Linked DNA regions of Bombyx mori: region 1 is linked to region 2. A link is a contact called in public Hi-C data. All regions are on one chromosome and are shown on one strand. The core of a region is the stretch at or near the end of the contact, and the rest is flanking DNA. Distances in the headings are between cores, read along the strand shown.

The links. Hi-C and Micro-C count contacts between places; a contact is called where the count stands out from the background.
Region 1: a contact with region 2 is called in a Hi-C map of posterior silk gland, with 2.1 times the contacts expected there. The contact joins the enhancer-like site here to the promoter of LOC101745996 in region 2. A contact is called at or near these places in 2 of 7 Hi-C or Micro-C datasets (middle silk gland and posterior silk gland).

Annotation. Positions count from the first base shown.
Region 1 is chr28:8,682,086-8,686,762 of ASM3026992v2, reverse strand. The region is part of intron 4 of LOC101745996 (photoreceptor-specific nuclear receptor); the gene reads right to left. Among protein-coding and RNA genes, the nearest start is that of LOC101740773, 26 kb to the left of the region's middle. Within about 2 kb of position 2,707, at least 4 of the 8 cell types and tissues checked have open chromatin away from gene starts, as enhancers often do.
Region 2 is chr28:8,634,907-8,639,192 of ASM3026992v2, reverse strand. LOC101745996 (photoreceptor-specific nuclear receptor) reads right to left here and starts at 2,279. Exons shown (of 11, transcript XM_038021229.2): 1 at 2,110-2,279. The coding sequence starts at 2,170.

The sequences.
Region 1 (4,677 bases), core at 1,458-3,957, 47 kb before region 2:
CGCCAAGACTACATACACTATAGAAAAATATTAATAAAGACAAACAATATTTAATCTATTCTCAATTTGACCACCGACGTCAAGAACAAAAGTTTGACAACAAACAAATAGTATGCATGCGTGTGTGTGCCAAATACATGGTAGTGTGTGTAATGTTTTCTTTATTGATTTAATGTATCTTTTATGCATTATTTAAAAAAAACTATTAGCATTGTACACTTCTTCTCTATATTCTCTATAAGTGTGGGAAATTTCATACTCCTCCGTCCGCGCAATTTTCGTAAAAAGGGATACTAAGTTTTTGCTTCACGTATTAATATATAGATAACAACTAAACAAACTTAAATATTGTAAGCGATTACTCGGAAGATAAAAAACGTGTAAGTCGCATCATTGAATTATTCGCTTCCTTTTTTTTCATACGTGAAATAAAAAGAAAAATACATTTGAAATTTCCTCCCGACAATTTCAGGGGTATAAAAATGTCACATGACCTGTTACAAGTCCCGCCCAAACACCCCTCGGAGTGTGGGGGCTCCCATTTGATTTTATTGCCTCGCCCGACTTCGAACCGCGTATACCATTAAATTCTACGCGCAGATACGACGCTGTTTCTTATTGTATTCAGCACCAGAGCGCGCGGATATTAAAAAAATGTTTTTTTTATTGCCTTTGTAGGCAGACGAACTTACGGCCCACCTGATGGTCAGTGGTTACCGTCGCACATGGACTTCAGCAATGCCAGAGGCAGAGCCAAGCCGCTGCCTACCGCTTAATACCCTCCACAAGCCTCGTTTGAAGGATATGTCATAGCGCTCGGGAAATACCGTAGAGGGGAGTTCATTCCAAAGCCGGATGGTACGTGGCAAAAAAGTGGCTACAAGTAGTATGGATGAACTCTACTGCGGTGGCGGGCGGTGCGATGGTAAAAGCGAGATTATGGTAGTTTATAATCGTTTGGGTTTGCGAAGAACAAAGAGGAAATAAAGTCGACATTCATACGTACATATGTGGTGTGACTACTTCGCGACCGAAGTCATGAAGGTACAAACCCGTTCGGCCTTATTTGTAGTAGGAAATGTGATCGGAGTTACGCGGTTTCTTTTTGAACCGTTTTTATTAGCGCGCTTTCTTTGTATGTGACGGAATCTTGGAAAGTCATTATCAACGACTAGCATTGGCTCTAGAAAGAGCGTTGGTTGGCAGAATCTACCACTCTAAGCTGGGCTAAAGTGGGCTGTGTCTATGGGTTAGTTCGCTCGTCGTAATTGAGGATTTCAAGGTGTGATTTAAATGTGTTTTCAAGGAACGAAAATATTAGAATGATTTTTTATTGGTCAAAAAGTTAAGTAGTTATAACCTCTAATTGGCGGATCTTGTCTAGGCAAAAACACACAACAACAAAAAACAAATCTGACTTTATCCAAAAAAAACAAAAGAAATTATTATCAATGCAGTCGAAGTAAAATTAAAATATTAGAATCTACATTATTAAGGAGAACTCAAAAACTACTGGTCAGATCTTGATAATGTTTAAATGGTATAATATTACTACGAAGCACTAGCTTTCGAATAATAAAACAATAATCAAAATTCACCTAAAAATAGTTCAGAGGTAACAAAAAATATCGTGTTATAAGAACCACCATCATTTTTGAAGTCAGTGAAGCTAAAAGGGTTTTTTTATTGCTTAAATGGGTGAACGAGCTCATGGTCCACCTGGTGCTAATTGGTTAACGGAGCCCATAGACAACTACAACGTAAATGCCGCCACCCACACTGAATTCTAAGGTCTCACTTTTAACAGTACAACAGCTGCCCCGCTCTTCAAACCGAAACGCATTACTGCTTCACGGCAGAAATAGGCAAGGCGGTGGTACCTACCCGTGCGGACTCACAAGAGGTCCTACCACTAGTAATAGACGAAGCTTGAAGTTGGTAGGCGACGACCAATCATTCGCATTGTCGCGTGCCGATGTGATGGGTACGTATGTACGTGTCTACGGCAAACGTAAATGGTTCGAACAGCTACGTTACGGTTTACGTGGTCACGTAATCTCTAAACAGACAAACCGTTAAAAATAGTTTTAATTACGTGCGCCACTCGAAGGCACCACGATAACGGTAGGCAGCGGCTTGGTTCTGCCCCTGGTATTGCTGACGTCCATGGGCGACGGTAACCACTTACCATCAGGTGGGTTGTACGCTCGTCTGCCCACAAAGGCAATAAAAAAAACGAAAAAAATTAATTACGATTAACTTTTTTTTTTATTGCTTAGATGGGTGGACGAGCTCACAGCCCACCCGATGTTAAGTGGTTACTGGAGCCCATAGACATCTATGACGTAAATGCGCCACCCACCTTGAGATATAAGTTCTAAGTTCTCAAGTATAGTTACAAAGGTTGCCCCACCCTTCAAACCGAAACACATCACTGCTTCACGGCAGAAATAGGCAGGATGGTGGTACCTACCCGCGCAGACTCACTAGAGGTCCTACCACCAGTAAAACATTAAGTAACTTTAGAACATTAAATCTTTTTCTTTTGGTATAAAAGTTAAAGTAAAGTAAAAAAAATGATATAATCTATTTGATTCAGTCACTCCCGTTAGATTCACTATCCGAAAATCGAACCTCACTAAATTCTGAACATTCCTTAATTCTATAGTGAGATAGTTCAGAACCCCACCTACTATAAATCAAAAGCCCCTCCCACATCCGGCCGCAGCCATCTTTGAGATCTCATTTCCGGCGGCGTAAGAAAGAGACGGGGTCACGATAGTTTCGTGTGGAAATGAAAGGGACGAAGCATTAGCGGTTTTCGGGTTCAATTCGGTTGACACTTAAGATTTGGCTGTCTGAAAATACTAGTGGTCCCGCAGTAGTCGAAATTCGACTATAATTAATTAGAATTGTAAGTTTGTACACTATTATGATTGTATTTTATACTTCTATAATGACAAATTTCACCAAGACTATACTATAAAAAATATTAACAAAGACATACAATATTTAATCTCAATTTGACAACAGACGTCAAGAACAAAAGTTTGACAATAAATAGTATGCATGCGTGTGTGCGTCAACTACATGGTATGTAGTGTGTGTAATGTTTTCTTTATTGATTTAATGTAACTTTTATGCATTATTTAAAAAAATATATTAGCATTGTGCACTTCTTCTCTGTATTCTCTATAAGTGTGGAAAATTTCATACTCCTCTGTCCACGCAATTTTCGTAAAAAGGTATATGGATACAAAGTTTTTGCTTCACGTATTAATTAGAAAATATTGGTGTTTTTTTTTTTCGTTTCTTGATATTAATGGGTAAGCTTGAAGTGACAGATTAGTTGTCAGGTGTGGTATTTCTTTCAGTTTTGTGAACCGCAATCACAATTAAAACCAATTTTAAGATGCGATCTTGGGGTTTTTAATACCTACGCTTTTATTAGCTTCAGACGTATGTAGGTATGTTAGTACGTAACGGAATTTTTAAACATGATTTTGACCCCCTTAAAAACGTTGGATTAACTCGAAATTTGGTATACTTATTGACCGGTGACACAAAAACTTTAAAAAAAAAATAAAAAAAAAATATATTGGATAATTTTAAATTCAACTAAAAAATGAAAAATAATAATAGTTTAAAAAAACTAACAAAATACTTACACCTTTATAGAAAATCCAACTAAAAAATAGAAAATACATTTTAATAAATTTGAATTAAAAATAGTGTAAGAAAAAATTATTTTATTTTAAAAAAGCGTGGGGTGCATGGTTTGGTGGTCATCACACCACCTTACATTACGTCTTCCGCTGCGCGGTCTCCACTCGAGAACCCGTCTGCTCCAGCGGTCCTCAGTTCTACGGCATATCGTCTTTTCGCATTAAAAGTATACAATTTCCTAAAATATTCAAAATTGAGTTTGAATATTTTAGGAAATGCGGAATCATATTTTGGTATCACCAGTATTTTTCTCATAAAATACTGTCAAAAGAGCGTTGTTTAGTTTTAGTTTTATTTTTTGCTTACCTATATTTTGACTACTATTAACAAAATTAATAGATAATTTTATCTAACTTTAATAGACAGATAATGTAACTGGCAAAAAATAAAAAATAAATGTTGCAAAGATGATTCATATTAAAAATATCACATGTTAATTCTTTCAAACACACTCCTGTAAAATTAGTCAGTTTTGAGATTATACAGCTTTAATGCGAGATGACGATATATTCACAGTTTTTTCGTTGTTCGGTAATTGCTTAGTAGCAGGTGAGCTAATCCACTGAGTTTCTCGCCGGATCTTCTCAGTGGGTGGTAATTCCGATCCGGTGGTAGTTTCGGCAAAGCACTGCTCTTGTTGGGGCCAGTATTAGCAAACTCTTTCAGGTTGAGCGCGTTAGCTCCCCCACTCGTCCGGGGTAGCTAGAACAACCCCTAAGGCCACCAAAATGGACATACTAAAACATTTACTGTCCGACCGCCGAAAGAATCCGCTCGATTAAATTTATATTTACCGCAAAATTGTAGAGCATTTTTTTTTTTTTTAGAGTCGTTAAAATGAAAAGTGCTTAAAAATTACATCTTCCAACTTATCCACAAAGGCATTCTCTCAGCGGCCGGACAATAGATAGGTATTACCATAATATTGACTAAATTAAGGATTAGCTTTCC
Region 2 (4,286 bases), core at 1,030-3,529:
GTTTAATTCTTTGTGATTTTAGAATTGGTCAAATTCATTTCGATAGGTATTTATCGAGAGAGAGAGAGAAAGAGAGAGAGAGAAGGACTTTGTTGCACACCGAAACATGTTTACCATAGTGAATCAGTTAACAGACACTTATAATTTTACAATAGGTTGTTATATTTTTAGTCTCTCTTCTAAGCAACTGTCTTCATCTAGGAAAATTTTGAGAAAGATACGACAGCCGTGCTGCAGTATACCATTATTAACCCTTTGACTGCCAAAAAAATAGTTATAGATAAGCAACACAAGCACTCAATAAAAATTTTTACGGGCGTCGGCCACTAGATGGCTTCGCTTCTATTAGTTTCCTCCTGTAGATGGGAGTAACATTATAACCTTCCTATATTTTATTTTTGATGAAGGATTTTGTAAATTATCAAAAACCACAAATTGATAAAATTTAATCAATTTATCTATAACAAATAAAGACTAGTATGATTTTTTTTTCTGTGTTTAGTTATACAATAATTAAATGCCTTAACTTCAACAACATATAAGTTTTGGGGAATCCGCTACAAGATGTCAAAAAGTAAAAAAAAAATGTCAAGATGTAAAAAAAAATATTTGTCTTAAAGTATCAGGGCCCTGGCCATCTAGGTCACCGGTGCCCTACGTGAAGCGCAGAAGTAATTTTTTTCCTACTTATGCTGATAGCCTTGAGAGGCTATGTCAGCGTAACCTAACAAGTAGGCTAACTCACGGGGCTCAAACCCGACGACGTTCCTAACACTAGCCCTAGCAAGAGCAGTGCTTCGCAGAATCTACCACCGGATCGGAAACGCGATCCACTGAGATGATCTGACGAGAAACTCAGTGGGCTGTGTCTGTGTAATTTACTCGCTGATGATCGGTGCTTGAGGTACCTAAAAGCACCGATAGTGGATCGGGAGGATCCGTAATGACGTGTTTAGGGTGTATAAGACTGTTTACCATTTGATCCGCAGGTTTGGGAATGTAGTTACCGGCGGCCACGATGAGAGGTGTGGTGTCGCTTTTACAAAATGGAGTAGTAATTATTTCGATTTCGATTGTTAAGGCGCCGGAATATCTAGATACAAAACTCTGGGAAAGACGAAGCCGAAGATACTGAGAATGAATATATTTCTAATAGGCCTACATTAAGTAAAGTCTAAAACGTACATTAACTAACAAAAGAAGGTAAAGTTAGGAAATCCAGGCGCCTTAGTATCAGAAATCGTCATGATTACTTCGGTGCGCCGCGTAGGGCACCGGTGACCTATATAGCAGTCAACAACTTAACAATATTCATAGAGACTTATGAAAATAGATCAAACCTTTAAATCTAACAATAAATAATGAAGTATTGGTATGGTCACCAGCTGTTACCCGCGGCTTCGCCCGCGTGGTCAAAGGAAAAATATCAGTGTAGTTTCCCGTCGGAATGAGAAGTGATTCCGGCAAAAAAGGTACCTTATACCAGTCTCCTGACCTAAAACTATCACTATACAAAAAGAATGACAATACGTCCCTTCATTTCGACGTGAAAAAAGGACAAACAAATAACTAACTGTTGCCCGCGACTGCGTCAGCGTGAAATAATTACTTTGGCATAGCGCTAAACTTTACCCGCCTCTTCATTTACGTAGAAAGTGTAAATATTTTTGAATAATAGATAATGTTAAGGAGCTATTTAAGGTACCAAAATCACGCTTTTTAACCGACTTCAAAAGAGGAAGTTATCAATTCGACAATAATTTTTTATCAATGTAATGTATTATTTTTCATAATAACAGAATATACTACTACTGAGCTGGCGCTATGACCCCGAAGTGGGTCTTGGCCTCCGACAATAAGCTTTGCCATTCATCCCGGCGCTGCGCAACACCTTGCCAGTCCGACACTTGGAGCTCCCGTAAATTTCCTTCCACAGCGTCAGACCAGCGGTACTTGGGCCTCCCTACGGGGCGGCGTCCCTCCGTTACAACAGAATATGCATGTATTTAATTATTGAAGATTTTTATAAACTCGACATTGGCAACAATGGCATCGCACGAACCCAATTGCCATAATTAGAAAGAGAAAGAGAACTGGAAGATTTTATACCTGTTACCCGGCCATCCTGATGCTCTTGGGTCAGCTGGAGGGGTGCCTGAGCGATTTCCATTTCAAAAACGTCTATTATCACTGACACTGTTATTATCACTGTCAGGAGCGCGCTCAGAGCATTTATCGGTTTTTCGATCAACTTATTTCACGCACTAAGAACTGGAAATTTACATACCTACTAAATTATAATTTTATTTAATACGGCCACATCTCTAAGAAGGTCTATAAATAGTTCGATTTATCGAATCTATTGAACATATCGTCCGTTAAATATATGCAAATGCGTGATTAGTTAGAATTAAAAAAAACGCAGTCCAAGTCGAAGTTGTTTTAAAATGTCACTTAATTTCATACAGAACCCAATAAATGGAAGAGCGAATCGCTTTTTTAAGTATGTATTTACATAGTTTTTCTATTTCATACAAATAACTTAAAAACGATAATCGCCTTCTATTAAAATACTTTTAGGGTTTAATTTCGAATATTTTTTTTGGTCATTATTATATATTTCAGACACCATGAAAACTGAACTATTCACAACTTCGAAAATAACATAATGACAATAAAAAGACGCGAGGTTAAATCGTAATAGTAGCATGAATACAGTGAAACAATAAAAAAAATTCGAAACTGCTTATTTCTGAAATAAACTTCGATACAAAAATGTCCTACCGTCATAGATACCATTTGGCGTTTGCGGCCAAGCCGTTTGATCAGAAAAATACAGAATTTTATCAAACGCTTGCCGAGAGAAACCGAAATTGTCAAGCTCTCATTTGACATTGTTAAACCATTTAATCGTGAAGTTCAAAAGATTTTTCATTGTAGTAATCTTTAAAACTATGAGGGTTTGCCTGTTTATTAATTTTATTCTCATATTGGCAACAAAATCAGTCACCGCCACCGACTAAATTGGCCAATCTCTAATTAATTAACTAATATTTAAAAAAATCTACGCAAAATTACTAGCCACTTCGCCAGCACTTCGTATACATTTGCAATTTTAGATTCAAAAAAGGATTTAACCAAACTATTTTACCCGTTCACGAAAATTCAATTACCACTCAAACGTTAAGGATAAGAATTCGCGACGATTTTTTTTTTTTTAATTTCCCGCGCGATTTTGTCAAGCGCTTGCTAGCGCGGCTGGTGGACTTTTGACGCGGTCTCCGCTCGACGTGAGCTTGGCCGAAGGCGGGTCTGACTCCGCCCCGTTGCTTTTCGCATCTGACGGGAACTTAGGCAGGGAGAAAATAGTCCGGGAGCCGCCGATGTTTTTATATGAGCTTTTTATTTATTGAAGTGAAACTTCCTTATCGGCGTTGGAAAAAAATTTACCGTCACATTTTTCGGTTACGCGTCACATTTTTCCGTTACGCGCCATCTTTTAATTAACGGCTGTATGTTCTGAAGTATGGATGCGCATTTGAGAAACCGACCTCATGTCTCAAGGTGGGTCACGGAATACATTTTGTAATTGCAATAATCCCAGGTAACCCACTTAATATCACGTGGACCGTGCTATTATTGTTATTACGTAAAATAATAGGAAGAAAAGTACCAGGGTATTATGATATCAAAGAGATGTATTATTATAACTTTACTCTGACGTACAGCCTTCTTTATTAATTAACGGCTGTATGTTCTGAAGTATGGATTCCGATTTGAGAAATTGACCTCATGTCTCCAGGTGGATTACGGAAATCATTTTGTAATTCCAATAATCTCAGGGAGCCCACTTAATAATATCACGTGGACCGTGCTATTTATTACTGTTATTACGTAAAATAATAGGAAGAAAAGTACCAGGGTATTATGATAGCAAAGAGATTTATTAATAATTAACGGCGGTATGTTCTGAAGCATGGTTTCGGATTTGAGAAATCGACCTCATGTCTCAAGGTGGGTCAAACTTCACGAACCTCAGGAACCCCATTTAACACCACGTGGACCGTGCTATTATTATTAATTTATAGGAAGAAAAGTACCAGGGTATTATGATATCAAAGAGATGTATTATTAAAATGCTGTAATAATCTTAGTAGCAAAAAGGTAAAGTGAAATAATTGTATTATTTGTATTCATGTCTATGATAATAAAATCCTTTTGTTTAAACTTTATCTAATTTAACTTTATTTAACCAATTTCTAGAAAGTTGCATGTAGATCATTTTT